Regions from separate parts of the Mus musculus genome. Here region 1 is linked to region 2. Evidence: chromatin contacts called from public Hi-C data. All regions are on one chromosome and are shown on one strand. The core of a region is the stretch at or near the end of the contact, and the rest is flanking DNA. Distances in the headings are between cores, read along the strand shown.

Region 1 (6,193 bases), core at 664-3,163, 560 kb after region 2:
TCATGTTGGTTGTAGCATCCTATCCAGAAGGCTTCCATAAAAAATAGAAACGTTTTGTTCTTATGATTTTTTTTCCGATCAAATGTAGTTTATAAGCTGGGTGTGGTAGAATATACCTTTATTCCTAGAACTCAGGAGGCAGAGGCAGGTGGGTCTCTGTGAGTTCTAGGCCAGCCTGGTCTATAAAGTGAATTCCAGGACAACCAGGGCTATGTAGAAAGACCTTGCCAGTGGGAGATGAGGGGATTGGAAATTAAAATTATGGGTTGAAGAGATGGCTTACCAGTGAATATCACTGGCTCCTTTTGCAGAGGCCTGAGGTTGATTCAGTTCCCAACATCGACATGGTGACTAACCACTGACCACTATCAGTGGCTATCACTCCAGGGCCAGGGGAGCGGACATTCTCTTCTGGCTTCTGAAGGTGTCAGGCATGCACATGGTGCATAGACACACATGTGGGCAAAACCTCCATACGCATAAGCTAAAATAGTCATCTTGAGGCTTTTAGGACCTGAATTCTAATCCTTAGCACCTAAATGCAAATCCAGGTTGGGCTGCAGAAGTGTTGTGGCTTCAGCCCTGGGAGCACAGAGAGGGGAGGGGAGAAAAGCTGACTAATGACAGGGAAGTGGCCTCATCAAATCCACAATTTGAGAAAGTCAAAGGGAGTCTTTGTTTTGGTGTGTCTATGTGTGTGTGTGTGTGTGTGTGTGTGTGTGTGTGTGTGTGTGACAAGGTCTCTAGTCCACCCTGGCTTCTAATTCACTGCATAGCTGGGGATGACCTGGAATTCCTGATCCTCCTGCCTCTACCTTTGGAATGCTGGCATCGTAGGTGTGAAGCACCTTACCCAGGTTAAACTCTACTGAGGAAGGAGCCCATGGCTTCACACCTGCTATTCAAGCACTCCATCCAGCGAGCTGCGTCCCCATCTCCACAGAGGACGTCTCGATAGAAGCTGTTTTAAGGGAATGTTTGCTTTCCCTTTTGTTGGTTTTGGGTTGCCGTGACCACTACCATGTGACTAAGCCCAAGTTGGTCTTCTGGATGAAGTTGAACCATGTGGGTGAAGGCCTCAGTTATTCCAATAGACCCAGACAGCCTTACTGACAAGGTCTGCCACTTTAGAATGGGTGATGATATCGCCACTGCTAGTAACACGCCCTTCTGTCTGGGAGACGAGACTTTTCACTCTTGTACTAAAGATTTGGTTAATAGCTAGCTTACAATTTTTTTTGAGATAATCTCATAAATAAAAAGCCCTGTGTACTTTGAAAAAGATACTCTCTAACTCTATTTTTTTCCTGAAGCAGAGACCAAATGACTCCCAAATTTTCTTTGTAATGGTTTTGAAGGTACTTATTGCCTCAAATTTCTGCTCGAGAAAAATATTCCCTTTGAAATCTTGGGACCAGAAGAGTGATTTTGGACCAGTTTAATTAGCTTCCAAATAACACTTCTCTGCATTACCATCTACAACTTGCTTTTCTGGCATAAACACACACACACACACACACACACACACACACACACACACACACACACTTTAACATCTTCCCTGGAAAAGCACAACAGGAATATTAGCAATAAGACATGTCAGCTCCCTTAAGAATGAGTGTGTGTGGCTGTTTTCTCAGCGGATGCTGGTCTGTGGACCACTTTCTGTGCAGACTGTCTGTGCTGGTGGCAAGTGCTGCTATGCTGGTATTTTAATCTGCAAAGTGCTGCATTAGAGGCCCTGTCTTATTTGAGAAGCCTTTTAAAAAAAGATAATAGCTGCTATTTCATCTTGTTTGAACATCTTGTATGAATACATGACAAGTCAGTTCCAAAATCCCTTGCCTGCCTTGTGGTTTCTCCCTGGCAGAGAGAAAATGATGAAAGCGGCCTCTTGTCGGTCTGTTTACAGCGGGTAATCTGGCTTCATTAGGCCGCATGCTAATTACTTCCTGAAAACAGAACTGAAGATACACAGGGCAAATGGAATGAAGTCGCTAAATGCTAAAGCGTTTGCAAGGCCAATTTCATGACTGCTAACTCCCCCAGTGCTTCTGTGAAGATTAGATTGGACTCTAATCCATGTTGTTTACGTTAGTGAAACTTTTTATAACAAAATGAGTATGGTATTCTTCTGGAACTTTTCTTGTTAATGCTATCTCCACTTATCAGCAATTGCTTACTATAATTTATATAAAAAAACACTCCCACTGTCATTACTAATTGCTCTGCCATTTTAGTCTTGAACACTAAAAATACGTAATTAAGCCAGATATGGGGGCACATGCCTTTAATCCTAGCACTTCAGAGTCAGAAGCAAGCAGATATCATCTGGGTTTGAGGCCAGTCTGGTCTGCTTAGAAAGTTCCAGACCTGTTATATATAAGTCTACATAGCAAGACCCTGTCTTATAAAAGCAAAACAATAAAAAAAACCCAAAAATTATATTTTAATTGAATAATAGGAATTCAAAATCCAAGGCATATCAGTCTTGTTTGTTCTTAATTACATCTAACATGCTTACTTATATTTGAAAGTAATCTCTCAACTATTAATAATGACAAAGAATGGCATGCCTTACTTGGTTAAGTGACATGGTCCTGTTGATTAAATTCAATAGTCACTCCTTGGCCCCTTGCTCATCAATCCTGTGTCCATGCAGGAATGCTAGAAATGGCATTCAAGTTGAGATGTCTGAAAGGCCTGCTGCTTGACCTTTCAGAGGTCAAGGCCAATGTTCAAACAGATTTCCTCCAAATACTGTGGCTGATGCCAAACTGTGTCTCGACAGTGGTTCCGAGGAGACAGCCATTAAAGGGGAAGGGAGGCTTTTAGGCAGGAACTAAGGGCAACTACTGCAAGAGAAAGGCCAACTGCAACCTCCTAAATGTCACATTAAGGTGAAACATACTCTGTGTTCTGTGCAAACTTGATGGCCCCTCCAGGGGTCCTTGTACCTTGACCTTCTTCCTGCCCCCAGCTGACACCCTGGTTATTTCCAAAAGATGTCCAAAGGTGTAACTCTCATCTTCCTTCCCTGTGTCCTCTGGTACCCTGTGCATGTGGACACTGTTTCTACAGCTACTTGGGAGAATATTCCCCCTTGTGAATCACCCACCATGAATGCCCAGGACACGCATAGCATTGCGCTAATGGCTCACTTGCAGATTCCCTCCCAGATTTGAACTGCTGAGTTGCCTAAGAACTGATTTCCAAGGATTTGAGCAAATGAGTGGATATGGATTTTCTTCTTCTAGCACAGCTTTGCTCATGCTCAGAGCCCCTCAAATCCCCCTTGAACAGCCCCGCTCATTACACAGTGACTTCCAGAGGATAGCATCAATAATTTAGAACCTTTCTACAAAGTTTAATCTTGTTAGTTCAACATTGTTTGTTATATGCTCGTCTTTCTAAGCCACAGAGGATGGATGTCTTAAGGATTTATAAAGACATTATATTATTTAGCTATTATTTCTGACATCTGTATTTTCTTATTTATGTCTCAAGCATTTATTTTCTACCCATTGTGTGTTGACTCTTATGCCAGGATCTAACAGTAGAAAAAGAACAGCATATGTTTTCTTCAGGAGCATAAGGCTTTGTTAAGGGAAATAGACACAGACAGACAACATCCATCTTTCCTCTGTTTTCAACCTTCCTGAGAGAGAATTTATTTATGTAACATATAGTGCTTTAACATAATAGGCAAATTTATGATCACATATGTGATGGCTATTCCTGGTTGTCAACTTGACTATATTTGGAATAAACTATAGTCCAAAAATAGAGGGCACATCTGTGATCCAGATCTTGTGGCATAGTGGCCATGAAAAGCTTAGGCTCAGGCAAAGTAGTGCTTGCTTTTGATTCCAGGAGACAGGTAAGCAGATCTCAGAGTTCAAGGCTAGCCTGGGACAGAGCAGGTTCCAAATCCAGGTGTGGTGGTACACACACTTAATCTGGGCTGTACCCTCTGCTGGAGACCTATGTAGGGCAATGGAAGAAGGGAGTGTTTGTTCTTATTCGTTTGCTTACACTTACTTGCCAGCACATCTGCGCTACTTGTTCACGATTCCAGTTTATACAGAAGACTGGACACCTAGTCTTGTGGGACTGAGAAACTACTAGATTCTTGGACTTCCCACTCACAGTTGCCCATTGTTGGGCTAGTTGGACTGCAGATTGTAATTCATTCCAATAATTTCCCTTAATATATAGAGACCTTATGTAAGTTCTGTGACTCTAGAGAACCCTAATATAACATGCTATGTGGCATATTTAGGAATGTTAACATAACTTCAGCAACTCCTATAAATATAACCTAGAATAATGTTAGCTTTGCCTCCCTGCTTGACAGTGCTTCCCATGTAACCCGACTCATCAAATAAAGCTAATTAATTTAACATTTCTTCTTTACAAGATGAGGGCCCAATTTCACCTAGATGCTGAAAATTCCCATTAGCTCAAAGTCAAAAGGATTTAGCTTAAAATTTGATTTGCAGAAGTTGTCAGGTGGATCAGAAAGTTCAAAAGCATTTGACCCCATGTGATCTTGATTATCTGTTTAGCAAAAGTAATACTACAGTTTCCAATGGCCAATTTAGAAGGCTACATGATAACATATGAGCAAACCTCATGTGGTGGTTTGAATATGCTTGACCCAGGGAGTGGCATGATTAGGAGGTATGGCAATGTTGGAGTAGGTGAGGCCTTGTTGGAGGATGTGTGTCACTGTGGGTATAGGTTTTGAGGCCCTGTGCTCTAGCTCTGTCCAGTGCAGAAGCATCTTCTTCTGGCTGCCTTCATATTAAGATGTAGAACTCTTGGCTCTTCCAGTACCATGTCGGCCTATACACTGTCATACTTCCCACCATGAAGAGAATGGACTGAACCTCTGAAACTGTAAGCCAGCCCCAATTAAATGTTTCCCTTTATAAGAGTTAACCTTGGCCATGCTGTCCCTTCAAAGCAATGGAAACCCAAACTAAGACACCTCAATAATCAAAGACCTAGTCACTGACAACATAGAGGATAGGTGTTAACTTTAAATACAGAATATTTGTTTCTTGGGCCAGTTACCTGGACAAACAAAACAAAGTTTTATATATAATCTTATGAGCACCTACATGTGTAATACCCAGCTGAAAGGTAGGCTACCCAAGTCTTTGAAGCCAGTCTGGGTCCTCTTTGCTTCCTTCCATGTCTTCTACCAAAAGTGACTCACTATTGTGAAGTCTATCCTTTTCTTATTTATCTTTAAATGTACACAAACACATTCATATATACAGGTACACATATATGTTTCCAATCAAATGATTTCTCTATTTCTATATCTTAAGCTTCATGTATGTTGAACAAGGTAGATTCTAGGCTTCAGTGGCTTGTTTCTTGTGGCTCACATTTGAAAGTCAGCCAAGTCTGTTTATTCTCATTGGCTTATAATTCTGCCTTGTTTCCGTTTCCAGAGATGTCTACCATCTTTTTTGTGTGTAAGCCACAATTTGCTTTTTTAAGAGGGCCTATAGAAGCAATTGAGTAGATGCGCGCGCACACACACACACACACACACACACACACACACACACATACACTAGTTGAGTCAAAGAGAATCAGCAAAGGCTGACCATTCAGTGTACAGAATTATAAGAAATCATAAGATGTTTTCTTTTTCATAAGTTCATAAGTGTAGTTTGTGGCATGTAGTAGGCTTTGTAACAAATCAAGTTTCCATATAGGTTTGTCTACTTCAGGATTGTTTATTCTGATTTATTTATTAGTTTATCCCAGTTAATGTCTGATAGGGCAGATGCATTTTATTTATTTATTTATTTATTTATTTATTTATTTATTTATTTATTGGCTTTTTTGAGACAGAGTTTCTCTGTGTAGCCCTGGATGTCCTGGAACTCACTCTGTAGACCAGGCTGGTCTCGAACTCAGAAATCTGCCTGCCTCTGCCTCCCAAGTGCTGGGATTAAAGGCGTGTGCCACCACTGCCCAGCTCCCTTTATTATTTTTTAAATTTAGATAGTAGAATGGTTAATTAGTTTTAGTCTCCCCCACCTCTCTGTTTCTCTCTGTCTCTGTCTCTCTCTCTCTCTGTGTGTGTGTGTGTGTGTGTGTGTGGTATGTTGACCCATATGTGCATGTGTCAAGGATAGAGGAGGATATTGTCTGTCATGTTCTATCATTC
Region 2 (5,930 bases), core at 1,001-3,500:
GTGTCTCTCCATAGGTTCAAGTCATTCTCCCATGCTCACTAGTGTTTTCTTTTTCCTACCTTTAAAAGTTATACTTTGTCTATGTTTGAGAACAGTTTCATGCTACTTTTTTTTTTAAGATTTATTTATTTATTATATGTAAGTACACTATAGCTGTCTTCAGACACACCAGAAGAGGGAGTCAGATCTCATTACGGAAGGTTGTGAGCCACCATGTGGTTGCTGGGATTTGAACTCAGGACCTTTGGAAGAGCAGTCTGGTGCTCTTACCTGTTGAGCCATCTCACCAGCCCATCATGCCACTTTCTAACTGACCATGTGACCATTGGTGACTTTCAGACAAACATTATCTCGGCCATTTTTCCCTAAGGTTATTATTGTACAGCATTTTCTCCTGACTTATTTATTAGTGGGAATGATGAGGTTTCAGGAGTACAAAGAGTTCCACGGAATGCTACTTTTCAGGTGCCTAAATTATGTCTGTAAAGCAAAATGGGTGGGCATTTTGTTTGTTTCCATGGCGACGCGATCATCTGTTTGTAGCCATGGCTGCTGAAGGCTAAACAGTCTTTTTGCTGGAGCTCCTTTGGTGATCCTTGCTGAGATAGGGCTCCGAGATTCAGTGACTTGATAGGACGAGCTCAGGCTTTGGCTGGAAAGCTTTGGCGGTGCGCATGCTTTCTGCTTATGGTCTCGTTCACCATTGCTTGGCCTGGTTTCTTTCCCAGCTTAGGCATGTGTGGAGGCCCAAGTATTCTGATTAGATATATTTTAAACCACTCCAAAGTGATAAACAATTTAAAAACTGCCACTTACATTCCACACCAGGACACCTTAAGTGGCCAACTAAATGATGATCGAGAAATGATTTGTTTTTATTAAATTTGTTCCTGTTAAACACCAAAGTAGGCAATCAAGTTTGTAATCTCTTTGTATTTAGAGGCTACTGAAGTAAAAACTTCTAATATAAGCCCAGTGGACTTATTTAATGGTTCATATGTTAGCATGCCTGTTTTTTTTTCCTTTGTTTAAAAAGTTAAAACTGGTCACTTTTTGAGCTGCTAACCGATTAATCATAAAAGGCTGCTTTAATGAATGTGTATGTTTTTAACATAATGACATTTATTGTTATAAGCTACTTGAATAAATGCTTCTTATCACGTTAGAGATAGAAGGACTATAGAAATTAATAAAAATGGGATCTGAGTCTTCAGAATTTATTTGTAAAGGGAAAGTGTGAAGCCACTTGTGGGAGTGCATGCTTATAATCCTAGCACTCGGGAAGCTGAGGCAGGAGCATTAGGAGTCCACGCCTAGTTTGTCTCAAATAAAATCAGGTTCAACTAGGGGATTTAATTTCTGCTGCTTTTACATTCGCTCTCTGAGCTGTGTCTGAGTTGCCACCCTGTTGTGTGGCTTTCCCTGGGGAGACGTGGACAAGCATGGACAAACCTCAGATGGGTAACATCTGGCCATCGAGACGGTTCCATCTTAGTTTAGCTTGCTAAACTTGCGAGTTTCTTGGGGCTCCTTACAGGAGCATGCCTGACTCAAGGCGGCTGCAGAGCCAAAAGAGCTGTGCCAGTCTAGGTGAGAGCTCACAAGAGCTGCGTTCTTAGAGCTCCCCCAACAGTTTGTTCAGACTTATGTAAGTGGAGAAGGACCTCCTGAGTTTTTACATTTTGTTTTGCTTTTTTTCGAGACAAAGTCTTACTATTTGGCCCTGGCTCATCTACAACTCAGTGTGTAGATCATGCCAGCCTGGAATCCAGGAGATCTGCCTGCCTCTGCCACTTGAGTGCTGAGATTAGAGGCATGCGCCACCACACGCCTGGCCATGTTCTACAATTTTCTGAGTCTTGTAAGCTTCATCAGCTTCCTGAGTCCCTGAAGTTTCTTCAATTTCCTGAGTTTTGTCAGCCTCTCTCTTTGTTTTAGGAGGGGAGATGCCAACTCAGAAATAACTACAAAGCACATCCTTGTTTTGTTGGGCAGCAATGTGGGGGTTACTTGGCTGGGTGGCTCTGGCACACTGTCTTTCTGCTATCGGTCTGTCTGTCTAACTGTTGTCCTCTTGCTGAGTTAGAGCAGGGCAGTGGCCACAGCCAAGATGGGAAGAAGGGTTTTTTTTTATTTTGTTTTTTGTTGTTTTTCCTAACCTCTGAACCTTCTCACATTCTTCATGTGTACCCTCATGATTTGACAGCAGGAACAAGCAGGAAACGACAGAGCCTGTAAAACCAGGCTTCCAAAGCTGAGTCACTTCTTCCCACAGAGGGGAGTCACCAAATGAACTCTGTGATCAGAGGAGTTGGTGCTAGGGGCCGTGGGGACATTTTCAAACTCCCCTCAGTTGGTATAAAAGGGACATATCAGCTTAGTTAGCATCATCCCCCAGGTCTTCAGAATTTTCAAGGTTAAATGTGTGATCATAGAACTTTGAGCTAGAAGAGTGCCATCGCTGCTGCCTCTGTACCTGTGATAGAAGAAAGTACATGATGGTGTTAGAGTTGGCACGGCCTCAGGGAGACTAAGGAGTCACGCCTTCCAGATAGATGGCCACCCTCTCAGTAGTTATAGGACAGTGCCCTTGGAGGTCTGCATTGGGCCTGGGGACTCAGCTTCCTTCTCTTTTGTGTGGGAGAGAACTGAGAAGACAAGCCTGACTAGACAGTCAGCCTCTTGTTCAGTCTCCTCTCAAAGCCGAAGGAAGACATGTTGATGCAAACATGACTTTCCCCTGACTTCTAAAAAACAGGTCATTACAGCATCCAGAGAGCTTAGTGGGCTTATGCTGTGTCTGCACGTGGCAGCATTCCAGACACGTGTCTGAAGAAGTCATTAGGCCTAGGACCTCTCGGGACCTACAGAGGCGTGCGGCCACTGCCACCTAAGAACACTTAAGAGGGTTCCTTAGGCCAGCTACGTTTGTTCTACATTTTAAATATCTCTTTAAAGTTTGCGTAGTATATGGTATCTCTAGAATATGGAACTAAGACATCCTTTAGGAAAATTCTCTTGGTGACTGAGTAACTTGATGTTTTCAGAAAGAGATGATCTAGCAAAACTAGTCGGGGTCACACTCAGGTACAGCAGTGTTCTTTTCTGATCCACTACCTTTGGGGGTCTTGCTTTTATTTGCTCTTGCCACGACCAGGCCTCTCCACTCGACTTCCCAGCCTCATTTCTTCGTGGTGAAACTCTTAGAATATTTCAAAAAAAATTGAGAGGGCTGTACACATGCAGAAAAATGTTTGAGGATGTTTGCCTTCCTCTTTCAAACGGCAGTTTCTGTTTCAGGTTCTCGTGCAGCCTGGTCCGTGGCTGCCGATGCCAGATGGCACCGTTTCTGAGGGAAGAGCTGGCTTTTGCTTAGAAGTAATACCCACACACAATGGCAGATTAGCATAAGCAAATGTCAGTGAGGAGACACAAAGCCAACACTCTGCCATCTTTTCTTCCCTTCCTAGGCCATGGGTGTGGAGAGTGACCAGGAAATCGTGCAGATGATTGGAACAGAGGAGCACGTGATGGCTGCATTTGGGCCCAGCTTGGAGGAGTGCCAGAAAGCTCAGATCTTCACCCAGATGCAGGTGTGTCCTTTCTTGATATCCTTTGCTGTGGATTGAGACAACCACAGCGCTGTTCATCTCAGTAAGCGGCCACTGCAGAGGCGTTGGAGGTGTGGAATTGGGAAGGCTGCCGAGGAGAAGAGCAGCACAAATGTTCTTTTGACTCACTCTGTAAACTGGAGGAATGAGCTGGCCTGCACACTGCACATCGTCAGCCTATGAGGGCAGGAGGCTTCTTGCGTGCTTCAGTAACAAGCAACATTTCCCCTGTTCATTCCAGGGAATGGTACACTTTTAAAACTCTGGCAGTGTTAATCTAGATTTACCTGTTCCATTTTCTCTTTACTATCTTTTTGATGGTGCTGTTGGGGCGTGTTCCCATGATTAAACACCATGTCCAAAAACAACGGAAAGAAGATTTTGTTTTGGTTGGAGTTCCAGAGAGGTAGAGTCTGACAGTGAAGGCATGGAGCAGGAAGCAGGAGCAGGAAGCTGCCTGATCACATTTGTGTCCACACAAAGGAAGTGGCAAAAGAGCAGGAATTCGGGCAAAGCCACTGTCACATCCTCCTCTCCCTCCCAGTGACATACTTCCTCTAACATAGCTGGACTTCTTGAGGGTTCCATAACCACCAACTGGGGACCAAGTGTTCAGATACGCGAGGGGAGACATTTCTCATGTAATACCACAGGGACCAGAGTCAGGGCTTTGTACCTGCTAAGCAGGCACTCTAATGAGCTGTGTCCTTAGCTCTTAGTATCCATTTCACTCCCAACTTCCAATTGTATCTGTTCAGTCTCTATCCTATTTTCTGAATTCCTAATTGCTGTAAGATCGAGAAAGCTTCAAGAATAGTTTCTTCTATTACCTCAGGGTCTTCACTGACCTCAGATATGCCTGGTGAGACCCTTGGGATCTGAGGTCAAGACTCTAAGATGATGTTAGGGAAATCCTTGTGTATAGACATGCTTTAAAACATTATACTTCTTGGCCGGGCGTGGTGGCGCTCGCCTTTAATCCCAGCACTCGGGAGGCAGAGGCAGGCGGATTTCTGAGTTCAAGGCTAGCCTGGTCTACATAGTGAGTTCCAGGACAGCCAGGGCTATACAGAGAAACCCTGTCTCAAAAAAAAAAAAAAAAACCAAAAAAAAAAAAAAAAAAACATTATACTTCTTAAACACATTATACTTTTCTCATGTGTGGGAGTCCCAGCACTTGGGCTTTTTTTATAATGTGTTGGCTTACACTAAGTCCACGGTCCATGTGGCAATCCTGTGCCCTCAGGGAGCCAGGGATGTGCCTCTGTAGAACTACAGTACGTGGTTTGAATGTGTCCATATGCGCATTGCCTAGCATGTGAGATACAGGAAAATACAAATGCTGGGTGTTGTTCTTTTGACCCCCCCCAGGATGAATGTATGTATGTTTTGAAATCAAGTCAGTCTTGATGGTTTTTAGATTAAGTCACACTCTTAGGAAGCTTAATATCATACTTAAGTATGCATAATTCCAAAGCACAGCTCACTATAGACTGGTCTTAGCTACTCTTTCTCTGTGGTTAATGGATAAGTGACTCAAATAATTGGCAAGGAACATCAGGAAGTATTGTTTGGCTTAGGGGTACTTCTTTTGGCCTTTTTTGTAGGTGAAATATTTGATAGGCAGGAATCTTCAATAAAAAGTTAGGGAATTATGCCCAGTATCTAAGAACGTGGACAGGAAACAGTAAAAATGTGCAGGAGGTAGAAACTGAACACCAGTCATTTGAACAAGAACAGCTCTGGGAGATGGGCTGCTCTGGCTGCGACACAAGAGTGTTCTGATGGCAGAGGGCTCTGCTGAGCTCTGTTACACAGTTTAACCATGTTGGTCAGATAGCCCTCAGCATTACAGAACTGAAGCAAGGGCTACACAGTGCGTTAGAAACTCACATTCACATTCATCAATAGACACTGACAGAAACTTTTCAGCTAACTCCATTAGATTGGTTCAGAGAAAAGATGGAAGGAAGATAGAATTAGTTAACATGAGAAGAAATGTTTCGTTTCCCTGTGAATTTGCAAGTATTTACAGTCTGTGTGCAGGGTTAATAATAACTAAATGGTAAGTACACTGAACATATAGTATCAGGAGTGAGGACAAAGCAAGTGCGTGGCATTGTGGAGTGGTGGTGTGTGACAGAACTTCTCCTGAGAGACATAACACACGTGTCTGCTCACCCCAGATAAGGATCTCACAGCAGGCCAAAGTCAAACTTGGTGAACCAGTGAATTTTATTGGAAGAGAATGGATAAGAGGGTTATCTGCTTACAGGGGCAGAAATGACTCAAAGACAGCTGCCTTACCAAAACCCACCC

The links. A called contact is a pair of places that touch in the nucleus more often than the background predicts.
Region 1: a contact with region 2 is called in a Hi-C map of the HPC-7 cell line, with 4 times the contacts expected there. The contact joins two enhancer-like sites. A contact is called at or near these places in 2 of 484 Hi-C or Micro-C datasets (the HPC-7 cell line and cortical neurons).

What each region holds. Positions count from the first base shown.
Region 1 is chr10:85,202,763-85,208,955 of GRCm38.p6, forward strand. No RefSeq gene overlaps it. Among named protein-coding and RNA genes, the nearest start is that of Cry1, 21 kb to the left of the region's middle. Within about 2 kb of position 1,914, at least 14 of the 459 cell types and tissues checked have an H3K27ac peak or open chromatin away from gene starts, as enhancers often do. A contact at or near this core is called in the HPC-7 cell line, where this site is marked.
Region 2 is chr10:84,643,326-84,649,255 of GRCm38.p6, forward strand. Polr3b (polymerase (RNA) III (DNA directed) polypeptide B) reads left to right here. Exons shown (of 28, transcript NM_027423.2): 10 at 3,471-3,593. Among named protein-coding and RNA genes, the nearest start is that of Gm17249, 24 kb to the left of the region's middle. Within about 2 kb of position 2,251, at least 106 of the 459 cell types and tissues checked have an H3K27ac peak or open chromatin away from gene starts, as enhancers often do. A contact at or near this core is called in the HPC-7 cell line, where this site is marked.